Regions from separate parts of the Sus scrofa genome. Here all the other regions are linked to region 4. Evidence: chromatin contacts called from public Hi-C and HiChIP or PLAC-seq data. All regions are on one chromosome and are shown on one strand. The core of a region is the stretch at or near the end of the contact, and the rest is flanking DNA. Distances in the headings are between cores, read along the strand shown.

Region 1 (2,700 bases), core at 25-2,524, 340 kb before region 4:
TCCGTCCCACCCCACCACTTCTTCCCTCGGTCTTCCTCTAAACTCCCCCATCCCAGGCACGCCCCCATCCTCAGTAGTTCTCTCCGCGGCCACCGCGCGGAAGGACACTGTTTACACACGACACCCTCCAGCGGTGTCGCGCAACTTCCGCTCGCCTTCACTTCCGCTTGGAGGTTAGCCTGACGCGACCAATCCCGGCGCGCAGCGGCTCAGGCCTGCCCGCCCCCGGGGCTTCGGCGCGTCGCGGGAGGACGCGGCTACTCTTGAGTGCCTAAGACCGTGGAAGGAAGCGGGCCCGCGGGTGCCAGACCCTGAACCTTACGGCCCCTGGAAGCCTTGGTCTAAGGCGCGACCGTTCCTTCTGGAGCCTCCAGCCGGGGTGTCCGCCCCCCACCCCACGATACCCACTCCTTTCCCGGACCCGGTTACCAGCTCTTCCCCGACCCTGGCGCCTCGTACGCCTCCCAGTTACCGTAGGCCTCAGCCCCGACGCTTCCCGACCCTACCGTTGACCTTGCGCTCCGGGCCAGGCCCCTCAGGAACCCAACCCACCACCAACAGGTGTTGGTCAGGAACCTTTCCGCGCAGGACGCCCCTCCCACGCTTGCAGACCCTCACCTTTCTCGAGAGCGTAGTCCTTAAGTGCCATTGCTGCCCAGGGCTGCGCGGCAGCAGTTGGCGGGCTCAGACCTCTCACTGCCTGGGCAGCAAAAACCGTCTGCGCCGTGGTCCGCAGCCGACCAACCGAAATTGGCGCGAAACGTCGCCCCCCATGTGACCAGCGCCGCTGTGTGCGGGCCAATCAGAGAGGAGGTCCTCCGCCCCGCCCACTCGCCACAGGCCCCAGCGTCAACCAATCACCGGGAGAACCTGGGGTGACTGACGGGGAAATGGCGCGGGTACTGAGAGGGAAAGGCTGAGCGAGGCGGGGCAGGCGCCAGGTTTCCCGCGGTCGGAGGAGAAGCCCTCTTAAAGGGCCAGCCCATTCCCGTCCTTTTGTTCCGGGGCCGCAGGGCGGGGCAGGCCCAACTTTTCGCTGCCTCCTGGTCTACCCTCCAGAACGGCCATGATTTCCCAGTTCTTCATTCTGTCCTCCAAGGGGGACCCGCTCATCTACAAGGACTGTATCCTTGGCTTGCGGGGCGGGGTTGGGGCTGGGTGGGACTGGTGCCTCCGAGCTAGCCAGTGTCGCTGGCTCCTTAGCTGTTCTTCTATCCCGTCAGTCCGCGGAGACAGCGGCGGCCGGGATGTGGCAGAGCTCTTCTACCGGAAGCTGACGGGACTGCCCGGAGACGAGTCTCCTGTTGTCATGGTAACCACTGGCGGGGGTGGGGGGTGGTGGTGGAAGGGATGCGCTCAGCGCTCCGAGGCGGCGGGGGCTGGGGTGGGGAGGGCAGTGCGGGGATCTTCCCAGGGCTCTTTCCCTGAGAGCTTCTACTTGGGAAGTGCAGTAGTCCAAATGTTAATGGCAGTTTATTGAGCAGCAACCGTGTTCCAGGCACAGTTCCTTACACATCTCTGTCCTCAGCTACTCAGTTAGTTGGTACTGTTATTAATACCATTTACACAATAGGAAGCTGGGCTCTAGGGAGGTTTCATATGTGGCCCCAAATCACGTTGCTAGTAAGTAGGGGAATCCGGATACTAGCCTGTCTCACAGGCCAGGAATCATTACAACTCTCGTTTCCTAATGCTTTTCCCCCTGCCTCTACCTCAGCACCACGATGACCGTCATTTTATTCACATCAGACACAACGGCCTCTATTTGGTGGCCACGACTTCAGAGAACATTTCTCCCTTCAGCCTCCTAGAGCTGCTCTCCCGGTGAGGAGGACAGGGCTGGGCACATGGGCGTGGGGGTGGGAGAGGAGGCCGATATGCACACTCCATTGTGTTTCTGCAGGCTAGCCACTCTCCTGGGAGATTACTGTGGCTCCCTGGGCGAGGGGACCATCTCCCGCAACGTGGCTCTGGTCTACGAACTCCTGGATGAAGTGCTGGTGAGGTCTGAGAACGTCCTTCCCTGTCCCCTATTCTCTGAAGATACATCCCGTGGTTGGGAGACCAAGTCCACTCATTTTCACCCCTTCGCCCCACTGACCACCCAAAAAATGTCCTTCCTCTGCCCGCAGGACTATGGCTACGTACAGACCACATCCATGGAGATGCTGAGGAACTTCATCCAGACGGAGGCCGTGGTCAGCAAGCCCTTCAGCCTCTTTGACCTCAGCAGTGTTGGCTTGGTCAGTCAAGGGACAGAGGAGGCCAGCATGGATGAGGGTTGGTGGGGAGTGTCGGACCTGAGGATTGATTGCTTTGGGTGCTTTCCAGTTTGGGGCCGAGACACAACAGAGCAAAGTGGCCCCCAGCAGTGCAGCCAGCCGCCCTGTCCTGTCCAGCCGCTCTGACCAGGTAAGGGTGGGGTTGACGGGTGCAGATCAGAGTCCCGGAGCCCAGCTTGTCTTTCCATCTCCTCTAGACATAGGTGATCTCGTCCCTTCCCTTTCCTGTGTCCCCATCCCAGAGCTCCAGCCTCTAGTGACCTGTCCTTTTTTGCCTGTCTGTGTTAGAATAATAGCCAGTCAATCGCCACCCACCAAATCCCCCTCTCTTCCTCAGAGCCAAAAGAACGAAGTGTTCTTGGACGTGGTCGAGAGACTGTCCGTACTGATAGCCTCTAACGTAAGTGTGGGCCCCCAG
Region 2 (2,700 bases), core at 8-2,507, 370 kb before region 4:
CTGGTTACATCTGTGGCAGGGGGTTTGATCCCGGGCCTGGGAACCTTTGTATACAGCGAGTACAGTCAAAGAAAAAAAGAAAAAGACCACGACTGGCATTTGTGTTGTGGCTTTAGAGCTGAAACAGAAGTCAGGGTTCTCTAGGTCAACCTCCCACCCAGTGCAAGAAACATCTTCCGAAGTTCCTAACGTTCTGTCAGCTAACTTGCTGGACACACATGGCTACTTCAGCGGGGAGTCTGTTCCACTGCTGCACAGGTTCGCCACTGGAGAGGTCTTGAGATGTCAAGCTAAAAATCTGTCCCCTGGATCTTCAACTCTTCAGAGGCCTCATGCCCTACGAAGCTTTAGTGATAGAATCTTCTCCTTCCATACCACTCTCCACCAAACACTTGAAATCAAGTGATGCCTGCACCCCACGAATTTCACTTCTCCGAGAAAAGCACCTTTAGTGCCAATAATTATCCCACAGATTGCAGGCTCATCATCGTGCTTTATCCACTCCTGGAGTTTACACATACCCTTCAGAACTTAAACAACGGGCTGTGTTCGATCCCACTTTGAAAAGCGAATCAAATAGGGGATCTAATACAACTGAAAAATGGGACACAGTGGTACCACTCCCCGAAAGAGACTCGACTGACTGTGCGCCTGGGAGATTATTCCGGAATCTGAGCAGTTCTAACTGCGCACTCTTCGTAGAACTCCTCGTTCTTTGATCTTCAGATCCAGCCGGAGTAAAAACAGACCCTCCCTCCGGCCGCGGGCGCGGAGAACTGTTAACATCAAATAAAAACGTCTCGGAGAACTACCAAGTTAGGGTCGCTGTCACGAGCTGTCTGAAGGCGCGGGACGCCTCTCCGGCCATACTGGAACTTTTTAAGGGCTCGAGCTGGGCGCTGTGCAACTCACAGAACCACAACAGCTGCTCCTTTCCTCCCCGATGCAGGGCGCGCTGGGGGGCGGGGTCCCTGGGGAAGCGAGTCCTGACTGGCGCCTCCCCGCACCCTGCTCCGGGCGGGCCTGGGGACCCCGCGGGCCGCAGCGGCACAGACACCACCCCTTTCCCGGCGACCTCTGCTTCCGTCCCACCGCGAGCCCCAGGGGCGGCCGGACTCACCCTGGGGGCAGGGACGGGAGATTTGGGGGGCTGGACACCGACCAGGCCCCGCTGGACCCTGTCACAGAGCCACACACCGGGGACAGAACAAAGAACGGAAGTTCCCTGCGTTTCGCTTCCGGGTCAGTCCGAGTCACCCCCCGCTACACACACACATACACACAACGCTCCGGGTCCCCCACGTCCACTTGTTCTCTCTAGGAAAATGGGAGGTCTGCGTCTCTCTGTGGTTTGCTGACTGGGCTCCGGCCCCAGCGCGGATGCCATGCTCCGCGCCTGCTGCCCCCGCCCGCAGCGCCCCCTGCTGGCCGGGCGTGGCGGGGCGCCGCGCACCTGGTCCTCACGGCGCATGCTCGAGCGCGGCAGGCGGGGGAGCAGAAGGCGCGGTGTCTGGGGTAGAGGGTCGCTGCTGCGCTTCCACGAAGTGGAGTTTTAAGCCCTAAGGTCGCCTACAGACGGACGCTTGAAGGATTCAATGGAGAAAATGTATCTTCATCTGAAGTTTCCAAACAAATCAGGTTTTGTGTTTGTTTCATGTAAAATGCCTCCTTTAAATTACCAAAATCTTTTTTTTTTTTTGCTATGTTTTGCTGGGTCCGCTGCACCCAAGCCTCGGCAATGACAATGCCAGATCCTTAAACTCCAAATTACCAAAATGTGAAGAGAACGTTCTGGCGCAGCAGAGAATGCATGTGAGGACAAAACCTGCTGGGAGCAGAAAAGATGTGGGGAAGTTATCCATCTAGATCCATCCGGATCCGAAGAAAACAGGTGAGGCCCCATCAATGTGGAGAAAGTATGAAATAGGTGAGATGCTTGAGGAAATGAAAAGCAAGCTTCTTGGTTCACTCACTTTTATGCCCTCACAAGAGGAATCCTTGAAGTGTCAGAAACATCCTTCAGATTATATACAAAAGGAAGTTTTGTGATCTGATTCCCCTTATGGCCCTGCCTCGCATTTGATCGCAGTTTTTCTGCTTCCAGTATTTATAGTGCATCCATTCAGTTTTGCAGTGCAACAGGCCTTACTCTCCAGTGACTTCAGTCTAAGGACAGGAAATATGTGCTGGGGAAAAGGTGACAAAGAGCAGGGCCCTGTCAGGAGGTGACAAGACTTTCCAGTAGCGATGCAGGCCAGTCGGGAAGATGGAGTGTTCTCTGCAGAGTCAGCAACCAGTGCAAAGGCCCTGAGGCATGAGAGAACAATTAACAGGTAACAAAACTGGAGGGTGGCCCAAGAGGTGTGGGTGTGTGACCCATTTCCAGTCCTTCTGGACCCCAGCGAGAATTTGAGCAAATGCTTGGAATGGCCAAGCCGCTCAGCAAACTCCACTCCCCCCCAGGAAGGCATTTTTCCTTTTTCTCTTCTCAATTCCTTATAATCCCACTTGTCCCTCCAGGACAAGAACAGAGATGAAGGAGGAGGCAGTGGCAGGAGAGGAGGGAAGGGTGGAAGCAGAGTGAGGCTCCTCAGAGTGGGTTTGTGTGTTTGGTAAATGTTCACCTAATGACAGTCCTCAGAAAACAGGCCATCAATGCAATCAGCTCTAATACCCTGGGGCTGAGAAGTCAGTTTGCAG
Region 3 (2,700 bases), core at 145-2,644, 360 kb after region 4:
TAGGAAGTTTGCCCCACGATGCTCAGTGTGTGGTGGGGCCATCATGCCTGAGCCCGGTCAGGAGGAGACTGTGCGAATTGTAGCTCTGGACCGCAGTTTTCACGTTGGGTGTTACAAGTGCGAGGTCAGGGGGCCTGGGGCGCTGGGTATGGTAGAGCACAAGAAAGAAGGGGCTCAGGGATCCAGGCCTGATGAAAAGCTACTGTTTCTTTCCAAACAGGAGTGCGGGCTGCTGCTCTCCTCTGAGGGTGAATGTCAGGGTTGCTACCCGCTGGATGGGCACATCTTGTGCAAGGCCTGCAGTGCCTGGCGCATCCAAGAGCTCTCAGCCACCGTCACCACCGACTGCTGAGTCTTTCCCAGAAGCACCTACTCTGTTCTCCCTTCCCATCAACCACCCTCCCTGACATCTACCTTTATAATGTTGTCACCAAATGCCATCTTCTCTTCCTCTAATCATGAAATAATAATCCCTCAAGAGTGTACAAAACACTTTGAAGTCTATTGTCTCATCTGATGCTTTTTTTGCTTTTTAGGGCTGCACCTGTGGCATATGGAAGTACCCAGGCTAGGGGGTCAAAACAGAGCTGCGGCTGCCACCTATGCTGCACTTCTGGCAACACTGGATCCTTAAACCCCTGATCGAGGTCAGGGATTGAACCCACATCCTCATGGATGCTAGTCAGGTTCTTAACCCCGCTGAGCCACAATGGGAACTCCAGTCCTGGGTGTATTTTACAACTCCTCTAAATCCCCCTTTTAGGGTAGTTTCTGTAGAACGCCCCCCCACCCCCACCCCAGCACTGGGAACAAGGCTGCAGCATATGCGAGGGAGGCAGCATTTCCTGTTGTAAAGGTTATGGGGCAACAGAGATCCTGCTGGGTGGTGAGGCCCTCAGACCTACAACCGAGCTCATCAAGGTACTGGTTGGGGTTTGCCACTTTTGCTTAAGGATGGGGGTGCCTTTGTGGAAGAGCAGGAACAACTGGTTTAGGACGTAGCGCAGACAGAAGCACTAATAAAGGCTGATTCTCTGGTGGGACCACAAAATGGTGGGAAATGCATTAAAATGGTTGCTGGATCCGCTGAAAGGCCGCACTCCCCCAACCCCTGCCCTGTACAAGGAAAGGGGGGTTGGAAACCACTCCCGATGACGTCAGGAGGCTCCCAGATCAAAGCTGCGGGTCGGGGTACCAGCGGCTGGATGCGAACTGATTCAGACACACCCGGGGAAGCGCGACCTTCGACCTCGGCGAGAGGAAACTCACCCTCAAGCCCAGAGGCTTCTACCGCCCACCAGAGGCCACACTTGATCCAGCGCGGCTCCCATAGCTTCTCGCCCGTGCCGTTCTCGTCCCGGAAAGCTCGCGAGGCTTCCGGGTCCCCGCCCCTTCCCATCGGCCCCCGGTGCTCCCCGCCTTTGCCTCTGTGGTTTGGTTCCGTTCTGTCCCCGCGGGCTCCAGTTTGTATTTCGAGGTGCCATTCTGCGGGTGACGCAGGCGCAGCTCGGGCGGCGCGCGCCGACCGCCCATCTTTGGTTGTCCCGCTCTCTTCGCGTCTACTCGGCCCAGTCACCGAGAGCCCCGCGTCTCCCCCTCACCCGAATCCGTCCCCGTCGCGCGCCCGAGGGAAGGGGCGGGTCCAGGTTGCCCGGAAAATCTGCCGGCCGGAGCGCGAGACTAACGGCCGCTGCCGCTCCCAGGTGGGGGAGGGGAGGGGCCTGGAGAGCAGGGGCTGGGGCGGGCAGGAGGGCGAGAGGCCCGCGGGTGCGGGGAGCCGGGCGGGAGACCCCTGGCAGCTGGTGGAGCCCTGCAGCTGAAGGGGAAGAGGGCTTAGAATGGCGGGAGCAGCGGAAGGCTGGCCTCTGCGGACGGAGGGGGGCGTGCTGCTTCAAAGGGACAATCCTTTGCGCTTGTCGTCATTGTTCATTATCCTATTTATCCGTGTTTCGCCTCCAGGTCCTCTCAGACCGCGCCATGGGTGACAGTGATGACGAGTATGATCGAAGGCGCAGGGACAAGTTTAGAAGGGAACGCAGCGACTATGACCGTTCTCGGGAAAGAGATGAGAGACGTCGAGGGGATGATTGGAATGACCGGTAAAATGTTACTCTTCCTTAATTTTGTTCCAGCGCATTATTCTCTTGCACTCCACTTTTCACTGCATTGCCCTTAAGGTCTTATTAGGGTGAACCATATGAAATCGCTCATCCTTGACCATTTCACGTGGTTCATTCACCTCTTTGCTTTTGGTCCAATAGTTGTCTGTGTAATGACTAGAAGATCAAAGCGGTGAAAGTAAGAGAGTTTGAATATAAAAGAGCAATACTTGTGTGTGCTGTTTATTGTTTGTAAATTATACACCGAAAAGGTTGATTCAAAAAGAAAGTAATGTTACAGAATTGGTTTGACTGGAGAGGTTGTCCGACCAGTTTCCTGGCAGGATATGATTAAATGTCGTTGTCTAGCCTAAAATCAGCAAGAGTTCTTTGAAAAATGATGGTCGGGTTAATTGATTAGGTTTGACTCTGGTAGTAATTAGTTTTTTGGGATGTTCTTTTTTAAAAAAAAAAACAAAACCTTTTCATTTTATTTTTTCGGCCATATTTGTAGCATGTGTGTTCCTGGGCCAGGGACCGAACCCACGCCAGTACAGTGACCCAAGCCGCAACAGTGACAATGCTGGATCCTTAACCCACT
Region 4 (2,700 bases), core at 133-2,632:
CGCTTCACCATCTGCCCTCTCAAAGAGCCAAGGCTTGGAACAGTAAAAGGCCTACTTCCACCTTTAAAACCAGAAGGAAGAATTTTGGGCGACCTACATTTCCCTTCTCTCTTCCCTCACCAATTCCCTCTTAAGGACGGCAATTAACACCAAAGGTACCACAGGCAAAAGTTCTTCACTCCCCTCAATAGGTAAAACAGTGACTGTCTCTTCCCCATCAAGAAACTCCTCGTGAATTTCCCCTCAGCTCCCTCTCCCCTCCCCCAGCCCGCGGAGGCACCAGGATCCTCATTCTCTCCGGCCCGTCGTCGCCCGCCCCGATACTACTGGGTTACTTTTGTTTGTTTGTTGGGTGCGAGTTTGCTGTTGGAGATTCTGAGGAGAGAGCTAAGAGTTGGTCCTCGTCCTAAAGAGAAAACTTCTCCTCAGGCTAAGAGTTGGTCCTCGCCCTAAAGAGAAAACCTCTCCTCAGGCAACAGGTACTAGGATTGGCCGCGCCTAGCACCTTCACCTGCAACCGGAAAAGCACCAGCAATCTTCTGGAGCGAGGAGGACCTAAAGGCCAGGAGCAGAATGAGCTACCGCAGCAACTCTGCAAACCCCTCCAAAACTCGAGCCAGTTTTCCCGCCACCAAGCAAGGTAAGGCGCGAGGCCACACACAAGCTCCACCCCACCCCTCCTACAAGCGGCGTGCTCGCAGGACTGCTGCGCATGCGCAGCTGGAAGCTAGTTCGGCGCTTGCGCAGCTGAGTTATAGCGCCATCTTCCAAACAAACGCCCTGTAAAACTACAAGTCCCATAATCCTGGTTGGCCTCACTTTTTTTTTTTTTTAGGTGGCAGCAGCAGTGCCTGATCGTTCATGAAGCCCATCTTCCTTTTCCTAACTTTTTTCTCTGCCCTAGACTTCCTTCCTGATTCCCATTCTCCCTTTGAGTCTCCTTCAAACCCTTATTTTGATATTTTGAGACTACCCTTAACACCACTCCCGCCTCTTTCGCCCTCTTCGCAGCCACAGGACCCAAACCCCAATCGCTGTGGGCCCGGAGAACGGGCCCCCTCTGAAAAGGGCATCGAGTAGCTTGTTCCCCATTGGCTGAGGCCGGGGCCCCCAAAGCCGACCGAAATCTCTTCCCTGCCCACGTTCGTTTTTATATAAGGCGGCGCAAACGCGCCGCGGGTGCTCGGAAAAGCCTGCGTGCAAAGGGGGCGGTGGTGGTAGATATACTGTTATTGGTGGCTGTGGTGGGCGTCTGGGTCGCCGTTCCCTAACGGGGGGAGGGGCTCGCGAGCAGGCGTCGGGTGGTGGGTGTGGAGGCGGAGAGGAGGGCGTGGTGTCCCCAGGTGATCGCGATTGAGGGAAGGCGGAGGAGCGAGAGAACGACCTGGCCGTTTCGGGGAAAGAGGAAGTTGGACAACATCGCCTTAGTACTTTTTTTCCCCCAGTTCATCAGAGAATATTTTCCAGGGGGGTGAGTTAAAATGACCTATTGTATTATACTGAGAACAGTAGTTAGGAAGACAGTGGGTACACTCCGCTCCTTTCCTTCTCCTACTTCTAGGTTCGCCCCTCTTTAGAAATAGGTGGGCCAAGAGGGCCACCACTTTATGAATAATTCACGAGGGCCTCCCCGTTCTTTAGCCACGCCCCTCCGAATCGTGCTGACGCATGTTGCGCGTACCAAACCTGAGGAAGCGACGTAGCAGTCCCCGCCTCTAGGACGGAGGGAGGGGCGTCATCTCCAGCACGTGCTGCATCTACCCGCGCAAGCCCAAAAGGGTGTGCGCAGGCGCTGCCCGCTAGGGGGAGGAAGGAGGCGGGGTAGGGAGGTTGCTGGGTTTAGAGCCGGGCGGAGACGGCAGAGACTCATTCCTCAGGAACAAGGGTCGGGTGTCAAGGAGACCTTTTCACACCAGCTCCCCGTCCCCCGCCTACGGTGGGTGGGATCGCGCGGCAGAGACAAAGGATATCACTAGGGACGGACGTAGCTGCGAAGGGAAGTAGGGCGTCAGTTTGGGGTGGTGGGCTTTGGTTGGGGGGGCTTAGGGGGGCTATATTTAAACTCCCGGAGCCGTTAAGTTGGTTCGTACTCTGATGCGCGCGCAACCAGGGTGGTGGCTGAGTGCGCATGCGTGATTCCGGGGCCAGAGGAACGCGCTCCAGCAGTGCGCGCTCGCGGCGAAGCGGTAGTGGTAGAGGAGAAAGGAGTCGGCGCACGCGCGGTTGGTTCCTCGAGTTCGGGTCTCGCGGGCATCTTGTTTTGGTCTCGCGGGCGAGTGGGGCGCGCTTCGGGGGAGGCGCTTGGGGACGAGACTAGGCGAGAAGCGGAACTGCGCGCGCACTCAGGAAAGGGGGGAAGGGAGCGCGGTCTTAGGAAGGGGGGGTTAAGCCCCCTGGTCCCCCTGGTTGCCCTCGACTGGGACGGAATAAGGGGAGGAAATGATCGAGATGGCGGCGGAGAAGGAGCCGTTTCTGGTGCCGGCCCCGCCACCGCCGCTCAAAGATGAGTCGGGCGGAGGGGGCGGCCCCACGGTGCAACCACACCGAGAGGTCGCCTCCGGGGAGCTCCGCGGCGGGACGCAGCGTGGGCCGGGCCCGCGCGCACACTCGGCGGGGTCCCCAGCTTCTGGGGCAGGCAAGGAGAGCCCCGGGGCTACCTCCACCCCTCGGGGCGGCCAGTCGCAGCAGCAGCGAGGGGGC
Region 5 (2,700 bases), core at 48-2,547, 440 kb before region 4:
ATTTTAGAATAGTTCCATCCCAAACCCCAGTCCATCCCTTCTCCCCAGTCTGTCCCCTTTGGTAACCGTAAGTTTTTCAAAGTCTGTGAGTCTGTTTCTGTTCTGCAAATAAGTTCATTTGTATCCTTTTTTAAGATGCCACATATAAGTGATGGCATATGATGTTTGTCTCTCATTGTCTAACTTAGCATGATCATTTCTAGGTCCATTCATGTTGCTGCAAATGGCATTATTTCATTCTTTTTTATGGCTAATATTCCATTGTATACATGTACCACATCTTCTTCATCCACTCCTCTGTTGATGGACATTCAGGTTGCTTCCACATCTTGGCTATTGTATGTGGTGCTGCAATGAACACTGGTGTTCATTGTACCTTTTCAAGTCAAGGTTTTCTCCGGATAGATGCCCAGAAGTGGGATTGCTGGATCTTACGGTAATTCTATTTTTAGTTTTTTGAAGAGTCGCCATCCTGCTTTCCATAGTGGTGGCACCAATTTATTTTTTAAAAAGTAATCTCCAAGCAATAGGAATCATGTAACCCAGATACTAAGTTCAGCCTCTCCCCTGAACTTGCCTTGGAATGTGAGCAAAGTCACAATCATTAAAGACGGTGGTCACTCTTGCACAGCAAGTGGAATATTATTTCTGCCTTATCTTGCCAGGTGAAGGTGAAGGCCCTAATTGCAGCTTGTGAGAGCACCTTGAAGGCAAAAAATGTCAGTTATTATTCTGAAATCTACTTCTAAACTGCTATAAGAGCATATGCCACATGAACAGAACACAGAATCTTATAACTAGCTTGGTTGCAGAAAGACGTCCTTTGTCTACAGGCCAAGTGTTTTGAAAATACCACCCACTCAACTGGCAGATTATCTCCAGGGCGTGAGAGAGTCTACCACGGTAGTTTTGTGAAACCAGCCATCCCTGGCTTCGCTTTGATCTTTCTCTGTCTACACCCTTCTTTCAGCTCCTCCGCCTCAGACATACAATTACTAAGTATTATTATTGTTTGATAATAACTATAATTACTACAAGCGCTGCCTGAGGTGGAAGAGGAGAAATCGAATTATCAGATGGACGGGTGTCAGAGCTGAACAGTATCCCGTAAAGCCTGAATCCCCTTCCCCTTGGTCCCAGCCTTAATTCGGGGCGCGCAGGCTGAGGGCGAGAACCCCCAGGCGGGAGGCTGGACCGCTGCAGGGCAGGGGCCGGGTCCAGCTTTCGGGCACCGAGATGCCAAATCCTCCCGCGCTCCTAGAGAGGACCCGGAAGCGCGGCGCAGTCCCGGAAGGCGAGGTGCTGACACACTTCCGGCCTTTGTGACTCATTGTGTCTGTGTCGAGGCGTCAGGAGGGCCTAGGTCCGTGTGCGGCGCCCTTCGGCCGGCCTGAGCCCCAGAGTCAGCTCCCCTTGCTCGCCCAGCGCCCCCAGGCCGCTCCCGGGGCTCACGGTGAGACTTGGGGCCGGCCTCTGGGGGGCGGGCGGGGCCGCAGGGGTGTGCATGGGGGTGGGCTCCGCAGCTGCGGCCCCCGGGTCCCCTCCGGGCTGCCAGGGCGCAGCGTGAAGCGGGTCCGTGCCCCCGTCCCCTTTCCAGGCCCAGCCGTAGGCAGCGCCGTCCCCCGGGGGAGACGTCCTCGCCCTACCCCGGATCCAGGCGGGAAGGGGGCGACGGTCCTTGGCCGGGGTTCCTGGGAGACCTGGGGAGCTGCTGTCTGCGGGCCCCTTCTGGGCCGCCCGCCTGCAGTGTCGTCATCGTCGTTTGACGTTTCTGAGAACCAGGTCGCGAGCGAACCGACCCCTGTCTGATTTTTCCCTGCTCTGCTTTCGTCGCCATTTGCTTTGATTCCAGTGAGAGACTTTTTTTTTTTTTTTTCGGGGTCCTTGCAGGATCTCGAGGTGAAAAATGCGGAAGTCCGAGAAATGGACACGTTTCGAGGTGCCGCATATGTGTTTCCAGATCACCTGCATCTCTGCACCCCACCCCCACCCCCGAGCGGTGATTAAAGAGTCTTTGAAGCCTAGTCAGAGGGGATGAAGATGTGATTCGGATCTGGTAGGGATTATGGCCATCCCACTCTCAGCTTTGTGGAAATATTTCGAAGGCTGAAAGATTAGGTGGATTTTTCATTTCTGGGTCGTAGTCACTCTGCTTGACTTGGAATGAGAATTTGTGGAAATTGCGCTGGGCCATTAGGAGACTGTTTAACTGAATGACCTTGGATAAGACCAGACACGTCCCCCACCTGTTTTGTCATTGATAAAATCCACTAGGTTTTCTCAAAAGGCCTTTCCAGCTTTGAAGTTCTTTGATTTTGGTCCGAGTAGTTGAAAGATTCAGCTACATTTCAGCCTGACACTGCCCCCCTCCCCTCCCTCCAGTACACAATACGGTACTTTCATTATAGAGAGTGGCTGTTACATGGCCTGGGACCAAAGAAAGCATTTATTGTACAGGCCAGTGCTAGGCGGATTGGAGGTGGTCAATAAATACTTGTTGAACTGAATTGTGGAGGATTCATTTTAACCAGTCAACAAAGCCCTGTTACTGTATTGGGTGGCCAAATGTGGAGAAATAGCTTTATTATTTAGGGAACCGAAATGATAATTTGCCCCAGAATGTTTCTCCAAGTTTGTATTGTCTTCTGGTTACTATGCAAGGTTCTTGTTCATTATTTGGGCAGTTTTCACCAAAATTAA

The links. A called contact is a pair of places that touch in the nucleus more often than the background predicts. HiChIP or PLAC-seq counts read pairs in DNA pulled down with a chosen protein or histone mark.
Region 1: a contact with region 4 is called in a Hi-C map of embryonic fibroblasts, with 2.1 times the contacts expected there. The contact joins the promoter of MCM7 here to the promoter of MEPCE in region 4. A contact is called at or near these places in 2 of 5 promoter capture datasets (fetal liver and fetal skeletal muscle), 10 of 47 Hi-C or Micro-C datasets (embryonic fibroblasts, epiblast stem cells, fetal heart ventricle and 3 more) and 2 of 2 datasets of contacts at active chromatin or transcription factors (alveolar macrophages and skeletal muscle).
Region 2: a contact with region 4 is called in an H3K27ac HiChIP or PLAC-seq map of alveolar macrophages. The contact joins the promoter of ZNF3 here to the promoter of MEPCE in region 4. A contact is called at or near these places in 1 of 5 promoter capture datasets (liver) and 1 of 2 datasets of contacts at active chromatin or transcription factors (alveolar macrophages).
Region 3: a contact with region 4 is called in an H3K27ac HiChIP or PLAC-seq map of alveolar macrophages. The contact joins the promoter of SRRT here to the promoter of MEPCE in region 4. A contact is called at or near these places in 2 of 5 promoter capture datasets (fetal liver and liver) and 2 of 2 datasets of contacts at active chromatin or transcription factors (alveolar macrophages and skeletal muscle).
Region 5: a contact with region 4 is called in an H3K27ac HiChIP or PLAC-seq map of alveolar macrophages. The contact joins the promoter of ZKSCAN1 here to the promoter of MEPCE in region 4. A contact is called at or near these places in 1 of 5 promoter capture datasets (fetal skeletal muscle) and 1 of 2 datasets of contacts at active chromatin or transcription factors (alveolar macrophages).

The regions. Positions count from the first base shown.
Region 1 is chr3:8,012,773-8,015,472 of Sscrofa11.1, forward strand. It overlaps MCM7 (DNA replication licensing factor MCM7), which reads right to left and starts at 1,275. Exons shown (of 15, transcript XM_021086193.1): 1 at 619-1,275. The coding sequence starts at 649. AP4M1 (AP-4 complex subunit mu-1) reads left to right here and starts at 929. Exons shown (of 15, transcript XM_021086202.1): 1 at 929-1,124; 2 at 1,224-1,312; 3 at 1,718-1,824; 4 at 1,904-2,000; 5 at 2,133-2,243; 6 at 2,332-2,412; 7 at 2,620-2,682. The coding sequence starts at 1,067.
Region 2 is chr3:7,981,436-7,984,135 of Sscrofa11.1, forward strand. It overlaps ZNF3 (zinc finger protein 3), which reads right to left and starts at 1,258. Exons shown (of 6, transcript XM_021086192.1): 1 at 1,121-1,258. LOC110259870 (a long non-coding RNA gene) reads left to right here and starts at 1,406. Exons shown (of 4, transcript XR_002342273.1): 1 at 1,406-1,891.
Region 3 is chr3:8,716,388-8,719,087 of Sscrofa11.1, forward strand. It overlaps SRRT (serrate RNA effector molecule homolog), which reads left to right and starts at 1,395. Exons shown (of 21, transcript XM_003354479.3): 1 at 1,395-1,703; 2 at 1,960-2,099. The coding sequence starts at 1,978. TRIP6 (thyroid receptor-interacting protein 6) reads left to right here. Exons shown (of 9, transcript XM_003354478.4): 8 at 4-124; 9 at 221-504. The coding sequence ends at 352.
Region 4 is chr3:8,355,220-8,357,919 of Sscrofa11.1, forward strand. MEPCE (7SK snRNA methylphosphate capping enzyme) reads left to right here and starts at 1,383. Exons shown (of 4, transcript XM_003124352.6): 1 at 1,383-2,700. The coding sequence starts at 2,440. It overlaps ZCWPW1 (zinc finger CW-type PWWP domain protein 1), which reads right to left and starts at 976. Exons shown (of 18, transcript XM_005661906.3): 1 at 512-976.
Region 5 is chr3:7,919,344-7,922,043 of Sscrofa11.1, forward strand. It overlaps ZKSCAN1 (zinc finger protein with KRAB and SCAN domains 1), which reads left to right and starts at 1,298. Exons shown (of 7, transcript XM_021086191.1): 1 at 1,298-1,453.